Regions from separate parts of the Mus musculus genome. Here region 1 is linked to region 2. A link is a contact called in public promoter capture Hi-C data. All regions are on one chromosome and are shown on one strand. The core of a region is the stretch at or near the end of the contact, and the rest is flanking DNA. Distances in the headings are between cores, read along the strand shown.

What was found. Promoter capture Hi-C pulls out the DNA fragments that hold promoters and counts their contacts.
Region 1: a contact with region 2 is called in a promoter capture Hi-C map of pre-B cells, with 5 times the contacts expected there. The contact joins the promoter of Capn5 here to the promoter of Nars2 in region 2. A contact is called at or near these places in 2 of 39 promoter capture datasets (erythroid cells and pre-B cells).

The regions. Positions count from the first base shown.
Region 1 is chr7:98,175,197-98,181,067 of GRCm38.p6, forward strand. Capn5 (calpain 5) reads right to left here and starts at 3,078. Exons shown (of 13, transcript NM_007602.4): 1 at 2,848-3,078. Gm16938 (predicted gene, 16938) reads left to right here and starts at 1,998. Exons shown (of 3, transcript NR_045972.1): 1 at 1,998-2,292; 2 at 4,129-4,214.
Region 2 is chr7:96,948,517-96,953,994 of GRCm38.p6, forward strand. Nars2 (asparaginyl-tRNA synthetase 2 (mitochondrial)(putative)) reads left to right here and starts at 3,011. Exons shown (of 14, transcript NM_153591.4): 1 at 3,011-3,428. The coding sequence starts at 3,288.

The DNA of each region.
Region 1 (5,871 bases), core at 1,828-4,327, 1.2 Mb after region 2:
GCAGGCAACTCAGCCATCACTGGGCAGCAAAAACACATCCTACAACCTTATATCCAAGCTCAAGAATCGGCTTCAGGAGGTCCAGGCTGGTACCCCCCAAACACGTGGCCCATTCTGCCTTTAGTGATCTAGGAAAGACAGAGCCTGAGGCCTAAAGGAGGCTGGTAGCTCCATCTGATCTGAGGCAAGTTGGCACCTCTACCCAGAGAAAGAGGCTACCAAGGTGGGGGTCCTGAAGGCCAAGGCTGGGGACCTCAGGGGACTATAAGAAAACAAGAATTGAAAGGAGATGTCTGGAGGACTTGGGTAGCTGGGAGGGGCCCCTCAGGCACTGAGAGATAGGGGAGAGGAGGGCTCAATCAGCAAGACCAGCTACAGAGGCCAGCAGCGGCTGCCCAGCCCACAGAGATACTTGGAGAAGGTGTGACAGTCTGCTGTCTGTAACTGGGGACAGCCAGGGCTCACACCTATGAGCCCTTTGCAAAACATACCTAGGGTACCCCTCAGCTGCCCTACCCTGTTTCTTCCAGGGCATGGGGTGGGGAAGATTTGGCCAATCTGACAGAGAACAGTAAGCAGAAACTTAGAAGTGATTGACAGGTCCTTTCATTCATTAAAGCCAAGAGGGCCTCCCACTTCAATAGGAAAAACAAAACAAAACAAAACAAAACAAAAACAAACAAACAAAAAAAAAACAAAGACCAAAAAAACAAAAACCAAACCAAAACAATAAAAACCAATGCTGACCAGTCCTCTTGCCTGAAAATGACCCTCTCTTTACTCAATGAAGGGATCAGGGACAAAGCTGTCAGCTGGCTACCAAACACCTCGTAGTAAAGTGCCTATGTGACCAGGTCTAATGTCACCATCATCACCCTGAAGTCTCTGTGACAAGGTATTATTTAGCCTCACTCCACACACCAGGGGAAACTGAGCCACAGGCAAAGCTCTCTGCTTCAAGGCCATGGGCAAGCAGGAAGACAAGGAGACAGTCTGCAGGAGGAAGACGACAGGCCGTTCAGGCAAGAGGGTGGTGGAGAGTGGCTTCCCAGCACCCTCTGAGGGGACAAGGAAGGCCTCCTTTTGGGGGGACCAGATCTCAGAGCCATCCTAAGAGCATTCAGGGAAATTAGAGAAGAATAAGACAGAGACAGCAGAGGCTTCTGAGAAGCCCACAGATGTCCCACTGAAAGCCACAGGCTTCCTGCCACCAATGCCCAACTGCCACCTGTTTGGTACTGTTTCAGAGGCAGACATTGCTCTTACCCAGTAATGGGCCCGTGAAGCTTCCCCTAGACCTTCCACTCCTGTTCCGGGAGCCCCAGAGGGTTCTCTCCTGACTTGTCACACCTAGCCTGCAGTGGGTGCTGAGAACAGCCAGGAAGGGGGTGGGGCTCTCCCTACTGTAACCTCTATAGCAACCTCTTCCCCAGGGTAGCTAAAGATGGTCCTTGTCAGACACACCCACCGTCCAGACTGGCATTCAATGTCACACCCTGTGTTTGTCCGTGAGCTTTCCTAGCCTGACTGTTTCGTAGTTTGGACTCTACGGTCCTTTCTTCACCTTGTTGGACTTTTCCTAGTCCTTGTTCAGATGAACTCTCATCAGCTCCCAGGCAAGGATGGCCCCTCTGACTTGTGCTTGACTCTGCCTTCTCACCACGCCAGTCAGGAGCTCATCTGTTGGCCCTCCATCCTCTCAGTGGGAAGAGAAGCCTCTTAGGTTAGGCTCCACCCAGGCTTCAGCTCTGACCCAGCCTAGGGCAGTAGCAGCAGCTGGGCCCACCACACCCGACCCCCCCTGGTCTTCTTCACCTCCACCCAAAACACTAAGCCTGCAGCAAGGACCAGCAAGGATCCAGGGAGGCCTCAACCTCCCTTGCACAGCAGAGCTTCCCAGGAAGATCTCCCTGAACACTTAGCTGCCCTGGGCATTGGCTGAGTGTTCCACCCTCTGGCACAGAGGAGATCAAGGCTTGTGTCTTGGGATCCTGGGTGCCAGTTCTGGCTGGGTCACCTTAGAGAGAGGCTGCCTTCCCTTCTGCTGCTGGGGCTCATCTGTGTGAAGTCTGGGGCTGACTCTCACCACAGGAAAGACTGCCAGGGCAAATGAGCACCTGTTATTGCTCTTCAGCCCCACTCCACCCCTGGGCCCCCTTAGGGGGACCTTTCCTACACTCCCCACCCCCAATCCTGACAGCTGGAGATAGGATCAATCCTGAATTGTCTCCGAAAAAAGCCAGTTTCTGCCAGACCCGCCTTGCTCCCAGTGCCACACACCCAGCCCTGAAGGTAAGGAAGAGCCCCCCCCCCCACCCCCATTCAACTAGGGGATTGTGGCCAAGAAGGGGTGAAGGGTCATCTACCTGGGATCTTTGGTCTCATGGTCTCATGCCTACTCCAAACCATGGGATGTGGACATCTAGAAAGGTTAGAAGGTTTAATGGGTTGAGGAGCACAGGCGTGAGGACAGGAAAGGGGACCTGTAAGGAAGATTAGAGTCTAGCCCACCAGTGATAAGCACACCCCAGCACTTCTGCACTGGGAACGCGGCCTCAGAACACCCAGGTGGAGGTGAGGTTGATTTCTCACCCAGGGCTGCGGGTGGAGGTAGGGATGAGCTCAGGGGCCCCGGGCATATCTTTGGGGGGTGGGGTGGGGGTGGGGCTCCGCCTCCTAGGCCTGCAGGCCAGCGCTCAACTCCCAGCCCTGAATCCGCGGGATGTACAACCCCTGCTCGGATTCGTGCTCCCAAGGCACGCACTGGCCCGCGCTGCACCTGCACACACACCCAAACGCACACTAATGTGCGCTCGCACACGCCTCCCTCCGCGCAGCGCCTCCTACCTGCCGCGTCGCCGCAGCTGGAGCTGGACTCCCGGGATGCAGAGCACAGTGCGGGCACTGGAGCGGAGGCTAGACCAGCCCGCGCCACAGCCTGGGACTCTGCGGGGAGATGATACCCCGGCAGCCCGCAGGCGGGGGTTGGAACTTGGACCCCCGGGCTTCAGTCTGTCCCGCCCCTCCTCTCAGCCTCCTCCCATTGGAGGCCAGAGGCGTGGTCTCCCGGGGTGGGGCGGGGCGGGGAAAGGGAGGTTGTTGCGCATGCGAACTAGAGAGGCTGTGCCTCCCCCCCCCCACCCCCCTCCCTGAGGCCGCCCGATAGTGCTGGCTCGAAACTGAAAGGGTGGCCCTGACCCAACACTCCTTCAAACCCCACTCCAGTGCTGTCCGCGATAGGAGAGCATCCCGGGACGTTGGCTGCCTACCTCGCCATTGGCCTTGGAGGACCTGCGTGCCCCACTAAGTGCTGGCAGAGAATGTTGGCCGACTTGGGGTATGCATCTTAGCCGGGCTCAGACAGGGCCAAGGCAGGGCAGCTGAGAATGGGAAGACCCAATGAGATGAGAACCACTCCCTTTCCATTTGTATCCAAACACCCATTCCCAAGATTTTAGCTGGAGAAGAGGAATGTAGGCCCTGGTGAGGTGTCCAGAGGGCCCCAGTCAGTTAAGGGAAGCTGGCCCTATCCTGTCCAGACCTGTCCTGTCCTGGGCATTTATCTGCTCTGAGTGTAGACTAAAGCAGCAGGGCCCAGATTTTTGACCCTCTCTGACTGCCTTCAGAATGCCCTGGAATACACCAAGCCTTGGTTTCTTACTCTGTGAAGTGGAAACTGCAATCTCCTCAGGCCAGGCGGTTTGGGGGAATCCCAGGGAGATTTATAGATGACCAGGGCTGGCCAACAGTAGGCTGGGTCACTCTAAGGCCACAGAGACAAAGCTTGTCTGACCTGGTCATACTAGTCGCTCACAGGTCAGAAACTCAGGCCCACTCATCCCTCTAGTTTCCTGGTCTCTGTTAATGATTACCTCAACCTCAGTCATCCGGCCCTCTACCTCACCCCTGTCCCTGGCCACCTAAGTGTAGCTCCATCTGGTTACCTGACTGACCAAATAGTTTCCAACCATGTTGCTGTTCCCCCTACCCACCACCACCCACGCACAATGTTCCAAGACTACTAGGTTCCGCTCTCCATTTACCCTAGTCCTGGCCTATGGCCGCCGGCCTAGGGTTTTTACATTCTTTCCATCCCCACAGAAAAGCTCTTCTATTGCCTCCACACAGCCTCAGCGTGTCTCTGTCCAGAAGCCCTTGGTCCACAAAGCAGATCTGGATCAAGGGCTCACTCCACCAGTTACCGAGAAAGTTCTATATCCTTTAATGGTCTCAGTTTCCTTGTCTGTAAAATGGGCTTTCTAGGAGAAGCACATGGTGATTGTGGAGACAAAAAATGTCAAAAAGGTTCAGTCAAAGTCCTCAAGCAAGGTAGCAAGTAGCATTACCTCTGTCAGGGCACCTCTCAAATCTTCCGAGATAGAGCAGGGGTCATGTCTGGGAAAGTGTGTTCTTCAGCCCACAAAGCCATGGTATCCAGAGAATGCTCTGACTCTCTTCTATAGCTCTGAGTATGGAGCCAGGAGAGGGTACTATGTGTTGGTTTCATTCGTGGGCTCTGCCTTGACTCCTTAGCTGTGTGGCCTTGGACATGAGACCTGTACTGCAGAACTCAAAGCAGCACCCACACTGCAGTCGTGGGGTCTCATTGGCTTAACTCCTGGGAAGTCCTTATGGGGCCCTCTAGCTGTTACTGTCCTCTAGCCCAGCCTGCTCATTGTATAAAGATACAGTGTCTCCAGCAGCAGAGACACATACCCTGCATCATGATGTTTAGGCCCAGGTGCCTTAGAACCGGGCTTGGACTGGGAGGCCTGTCTCAGAGCCCATCTCTGGCAGCGTCCACCTTCCTGACAGATGAGGGAAGAAACCTAGAGAGACAGCGACCTGTCGAGGGCATCTGGACTTGATGGAGGAGCAGAGGCTCTGATCCTTGGGGAGCAGAAGATCAAGGCATGCCAGGAAGAGCTGGGCTGCCTACCTAACAAGGCTTTCTGGGGGGCGGATGATGCATCTTTGCCAATGTGTTGGCCTCAGGACCCTGCCAATTGGTTTTTATAAGCTTAGTCATCTAATGGTGCCATTAACGAGCCTGATGGCTAGGTGTTTTTCCATTAAATTCTCACAGTTATTAGCCCCACTTAGTCAATGGCAGACCTGAACCTCAGGGAGATGCCCCAGGTCACAAAATTAGTAAACAGCAGAACCGGGATCCAGACCTACCGAACTATGCTGGTTCTATCTATTTTGTGTTGGGCCTCTCCTTCTCCTCTCCTGGCTTTCAGGAAAAGGACATCACTGTAGGCCCCTTGATCTACTTAAAGTCCCTTGTAACTGGGGACTCATTCCTTCCAGGGATAGCCCCATCCCTTCTACTGGTCAGAATCAGAACCCGTTCTACCTAGCTCTGCAGAGCTCTATGCCTCTCACCAATGCCCAGAATCAGAATCTTCTCTGCTCAGGTCAGTAACACCATCATTACTGTTCCTGAGTAATAGTGTTACAGAGTTTCCCAGGTGAAATTCATAATGATCGGGTTTTCTTTTTTTTTTTTAAAGGTTTATTTATTTATTTATTACATGTAAGTACACTGTAGCTGTCTTCAGACCCTCCAGAAGAGGGAGTCAGATCTCATTACGGATGGTTGTGAGCCACCATGTGGTTGCTGGGATTTGAACTTCGGACCTTCGGAAGAGCAGTCGGGTGCTCTTACCCACTGAGCCATCTCACCAGCCCCCATGATCGGGTTTTCTTCCTTCCTTCCTTCCTTCCTTCCTTCCTTCCTTCCTTCCTTCCTTCCTTCCCTCCTTCCTTCCTTCCTTCCTTCCTTTATTTTCTTCCTCTTCTTCTCCTCCTCCTCCTTTTCCTTCTCTTCCTCCTTCCTTCCTTCCTTTCCTCCTACTCCTTCTCTCC
Region 2 (5,478 bases), core at 1,761-4,260:
AGAGCAAAGCAAACCAATGCTCAAGCTTCCACTGTCTGTGGGGTCATGTTTATATTCCTTCTGAACATCATGCATCCTTTCATGTGTTTGTTATAGTAAAACATACTGTCACTTGTGTCTGCTTCAGAAAAACATTTTTTCACACGTCTGCTTTAGCAAGGCATCCTTTCGCCTGTGTGACCCAACAAAACATCATTTGACATCACCGACTTTCCAAAGAAACTAGAAGTCTCCACTTACTCTGTTCACCTCAGATAGGGCACCATAAACAAAGCAAAGAGTCCACCCATATGAGGCTTAGTCAAGCAGTGAGACTATCCCCACACTAATACCCACCTCCTTCATCTCCACCTCTATGTGCGTATTTGAAAGTTCAAGTGACTTCCTGAGAGTTCCATCATGGGTCATACAGACAAGACTTAAGCAAGAACTTCTGATCACCAGGTTCATGGCTTTGTTCATTATGCTACTGAAGGAAAAAAAGATGGAGTTATGCTGAAATGGAATTTTGATGAACAGGAAGAAGAGAACCAACACATAAACTTTTGAAACACTAATACACAAGGCTTCCCTTGTGGTAAAAAGTGGAAAGTCTAAGTTTAACAATTGTCATCGAAGGTAACTGGGAACTGCCACAGCTTGCCAGAGGGCATATAAATTGGATCATCAACTCAGAAAACAATTTCCCAGGGCCTTGTGAAGTTCAAGATGAATATGCTTTAGGCTACAACACTGAAACAATCTTTTAAATGCATCCAGTATGAATACTTTTTAAAATCAAAGTCTTATCTAGTTTCATGAGACCCGAGCCTTCTTAATCTGGGGTATTCTTCTCAAGAAAGAGAATATATTATAAACATAAGTAGTTGTCAGCTTAGAACAGAAGAAAGAATTGTAAGAAGTTTCTGGTTTAAGTTAGCTAAAGTGTGTTGTGTAGAACCCTGTCAAAAATCTTCCCAGAGAGGCTACAGAGATGTCTCAGTTTTTAAGAGCACTGGATGCTCTTTAAGAGGACCTGGGTTCTATTCCAAGCACTCAAATGGCAGCTCATAACTGTCTATGACTCCAATTTCAGGAGATACAACATCCACTTTTGGTCTCTGTGGATACCAGGAACATATTCGGTACATAGATAGATACACATGCAGGCAAAACACCTATACAAGTAAAAAAAATTTTTTTTTTACTTAAAAAATAATCCTTCACAGAGTTTAGGGGTAACACTGACAGAATTCACTGCACAGATAAAAAAAATAGCAGAGAGTAACACCATAGACATTTCATTTCTGATTCTCACTCCAAGTCACTTCAGGAAACTTTGTGAATCAGAGAAAGTCTGGTAGCCAAGTCTTTATGTTGTAAGAGGAACAATTCATGGGTGTTTAATCACTAGGGTAACAAAATGAGTAAGAACATGGATGAAACAAGACTGTAAGTAACTTGGGGTATACGGCAAAAACTCTAAACTTCAGTTTCTTCTAAGCAAGAGTGACTGTGATGATGGAGTTAAGACGTGAGGAGTTCTTGGCAGGGAACAGCCACTCTGTGACACTCTACCTATCATTATGGCTGGCACGGTACAACATTCACGTTAGAAATGTCATTCCTGCTGCTATCGGGAAGGCGATGAATCTAAAGGCAGACGTGTGGATCCAAACACTGAAAGCAAATCAGAAGATAGAATTTAACACAGTAAAGGATAAACGGGAGCAGTTGGGTCTGAGCACAAAGCTTGCAGGCAGTGATCAGCTTTCACTACACACTTTAGATTACCCACTGCTAATTTCCCATTTTACCCACTGGGGTCCCTTTCCCTTGAGTTACTGAACAATGGTTCTCTGCTTAGTTTCCTAATTAACCCTTTGCCTTAAGTAGAGGAAGATAGTCTCCCTGAGACTTAGCAGAGCAAAGAGGAGGAAGAAAGATGAGACAGAAGAATTAACCTGAAGAGAAATTGAGCTTGCTGGTTGCTGGTTTCACTTTTTTTTTTGGGGGGGGTATCGAATATACTTTTATACTTTAAGATATAAGCTATCTCTACATATTTGGAAGGCTACAAGTTTTTGATTTTTCCTTTCTCAAGGTTCCAGAAGTGCCCCAAAGTATTTTTATTGGAGATATTTTCAAGTCTGTCCAGAGAAGAGTTTTACAATTCTTTCAGGCCATTTTCCTTCCCAGCAGATTTTCCTGTCCTCCTCTTACAGGAAAATTTCTGACATTCTCATCTGGAAAAATTCTAACCTTCCTCAAACTCAGCCTAATTATCTCTTTCTCTGGGTCGCCACTCCACTTACCACACACATATCTATGTGTGCTCTTGCTGGGTATAATGTGATGGTTTCTCTCGGTTTCTGTCTCACTGTCTCTTTGTCTGTCTCTGTGTCTCTATCTCTCCCTCTCTGTCTCTGTTCCCCAACCAACATCTTTTCATCATAAGCTCCTTGATGAACAGGACTATGTATGGTGTCTCATCGTGGCAACTTAATTAGTCCTTATTTTGACCTTTTCTTGTTTAACTAGATAAAAGCATTATCATGTGTCTCACTGAGTTACGAAAAAATATTTTTGTGTAAACTTAAAATGTAGCTGAATATATGCAAAGGCCATTTTTTTCTTTTCAAACAAATGCAAGTAAGAGAAAAGATTTGCCCATTCTGGCAGGCAAAGCTCCTTTTTAAGCAACGAATTGTTTGGCTACCACCCAACAGTGACTTCAGCAGGTACTACGTCTGGAGACTGACTTCCCAGAGCTCAGAACTCCTCTCCACCCCTAAGACTCTGCACAGACACTTGCCTTCTGCATCTGTCAATACTGCCCACAAGTATTCCTCAGTCTCCCTAGAGATGACCCAACAGTAGCTATTTCTGAGAAACCTGAGACAGCCCTTGCGCCTTAGCCCCGCCCACCTCAGCTCCTGCACCGCCCCTACCGGTGCGGCGCCTCACGAGCTCCCGGACACAATCACGCATGCTCAGACTCCACCCAGCGTGATGACGGAAGAGCGAGCACGGGGTGACGTAGCTCAGTTGCAACGTGCTTTAAGTCTGGGTCTGCACTCCGGTCCCATGTACGGTGTGACACTGACCGCTGTGTTCCGTGTAGTCGAACCTTCTGTGCTTTCGGGAGCGGGACGCGGAGGTGGGGTCCCGTGGGAACTGCTCGGGGCGCGGAGGGAAGAGCGACAGGAGCGCATGACGGCAGGACTGCGCGGCTGAAAAAGGCTGCTCTCGGGGACTGTGAGCCGGGACGTAGCCCGGCATCCCGTGGAACCCTGTCCGGTCTCGCCATGCTCGGGGCCCGGCGCCTGCTCGGCGCGCTGCGCCTCTGTTCCTCCGTTTCCTGCCCCAGGCCCCGCGCGTCTGCCAAAATGCGCGTGCGGGACGCCCTCAGGGTCCAGGACGCGAGAGGGGAGTGCGTAACGGTGCAGGTGGGTGTGTGGAAAGACTGCTGCCTGAGCTTGCTTGACTTGAGCTGTCTCCAGAGTCTACACTTCTGGGACCGCACTGTTATTTTTGCAAATCGTTCTGACGATCACAAGTGCAGCAGCTGAGTTTTCATGACACCTAGGGGTTTCTTGTAAACACTTTAATCATGCGGAAAAGTTGAAATGAACACTCCCTTATTTATTTATTTATTTATTTAGTTTTATAGTAATAACTTGGGATGCTTTGCCCTAGTTCCTTGAGAACAGAAATTCTGTCTTTCCTTTTTTCCTGTTCACCTGGCTGGCAGGAAATAGTGGTTCCAGGTGTGTCCAGCCTTTTGACATTGCAACATGAGGTCTCCACCTACCAAGTTCATACTTGAGTTACCGCCTCTACCCTCCAGTTAAAAAGTCTCAAAGTTTACGAGTCCGTGTTGGGCTGCATTCATAGCTATCCTCAGTTGCTCACTGCGGCTCATTGTACACAAGTTGGACACAGGAGAATCCATACCTTTTCAATTTCAGTCACTCAGGCTCCTGAGATTTCCATGTATTTAAACTAGGAGAAAGAGCAGAATGTTGTAGTTTGACAAGCTAAGGGCTGCAGTTGCCTTGGCTTAATTCGCTTGCCCTACTATGTAGCTTGTTACTTATAGGCATGTCACGACAGTGCCTCAGGCCCCAGTTTCTCTTATGAAAATGGAGATAATAGTCTATATTTTGGAGAGTTCTGAAAATTAAACGGGTTAATGAAGACAGGCTATTTAGAACAGAGGCCTCTCAGTCAGTGTTAGATGCTGTTATTTGTGACAGCTTTGAATAAATTCCTAAAAGCACAGAAAGAGTAAGACTGGTGCTTGGCTGTTTCCTCTTGAATTACTGAAATAAACTAATAGGTCTTACCCATATTCCTGATATCTGGCACTATGACCAAGCTGTTCTTCCTTGCATTTCTTTGGGTTTATTACTTGTTCCATGATCCCAATCAAAAGTTATCAAAACTGTTTGCTGTACTCTTTGTACCTTGATTTGTGTGATGAACAAAAGAAGAGTCAAAGATGAACTGAACCTACTACGGAGGTAACAGACCTTTTATTTGGGTGCTTAGTGGTATAATATGGAAACTGCTAGTCAACTTGTGGCTCTGAGCACCTGAGTGTGTTTCAACTGCATGGAGGTGTGTTGTAAGAGTAAAATATATAATAACTTTGAGGAGTAAGGAAATATAAAAATATAAATATATTCAAAAATAAAAATATGTTTATATTGTTTACATGTGAATGATATTCAGAGTATAATTGAATAGCATGTTATTCATTACCTATTTTTACTTTTAATGTAAGGACAAATCTTTTTAAAGATTAATTTTATCTTGTATTTGTGTATGTGTGTCTGCATGAGTTTATGACACATAGATAGGAATACCTATGGAGATCCGTAGGTGGTGTCAGATCCCTTGGAGCTGGAGTTACAAGGAGCTGTGCGCTTCCCCAGAAGGTACTAGGAACCAAATGTGGGTCCTCTGAAGGAGCAGAAAGTGCTGTTATCCTTGGAGCTAACTCTGTAAAACTCACATTATATTCCTGTTTAGCCCTAGTTTACAGCAACGTGGTGGTTATGAGTGGTACAAATAACGAGCTCTAAGAAAACAGGGAGTTCCTGAGCTGTGTGAAGCTCAAGAAGGTGTTACTTGCATATCAGGCTGTCTTGGAGGATGGTATCCCCAGGTAGGGTAACTGATGGACTGTACATAGCTGCAGGATGTGTTCCCAGGCAGGACGGGAAGGAAAGAGCATTCTAGCGAAGCTCGTTGATACTTCAGAATAGTAACTGTATTTGAGTTCCAAGTGTACTACCTGATAATTTTTTTCTACCTGGATTATCTTTTAAATTTTTTTCTAAGTGTCTGTTCTTTTCACAAATGCGCACAGCCACTTTGTTTAGCCCTTGTAAGGATTAAATAGCACAGTACTTAGAATTTAGGACAGAAGCACATAAGAAGTGCTCCATATGAACTTTCCAACAAATGAACATAAGAGTGGTGCTTTCGAAG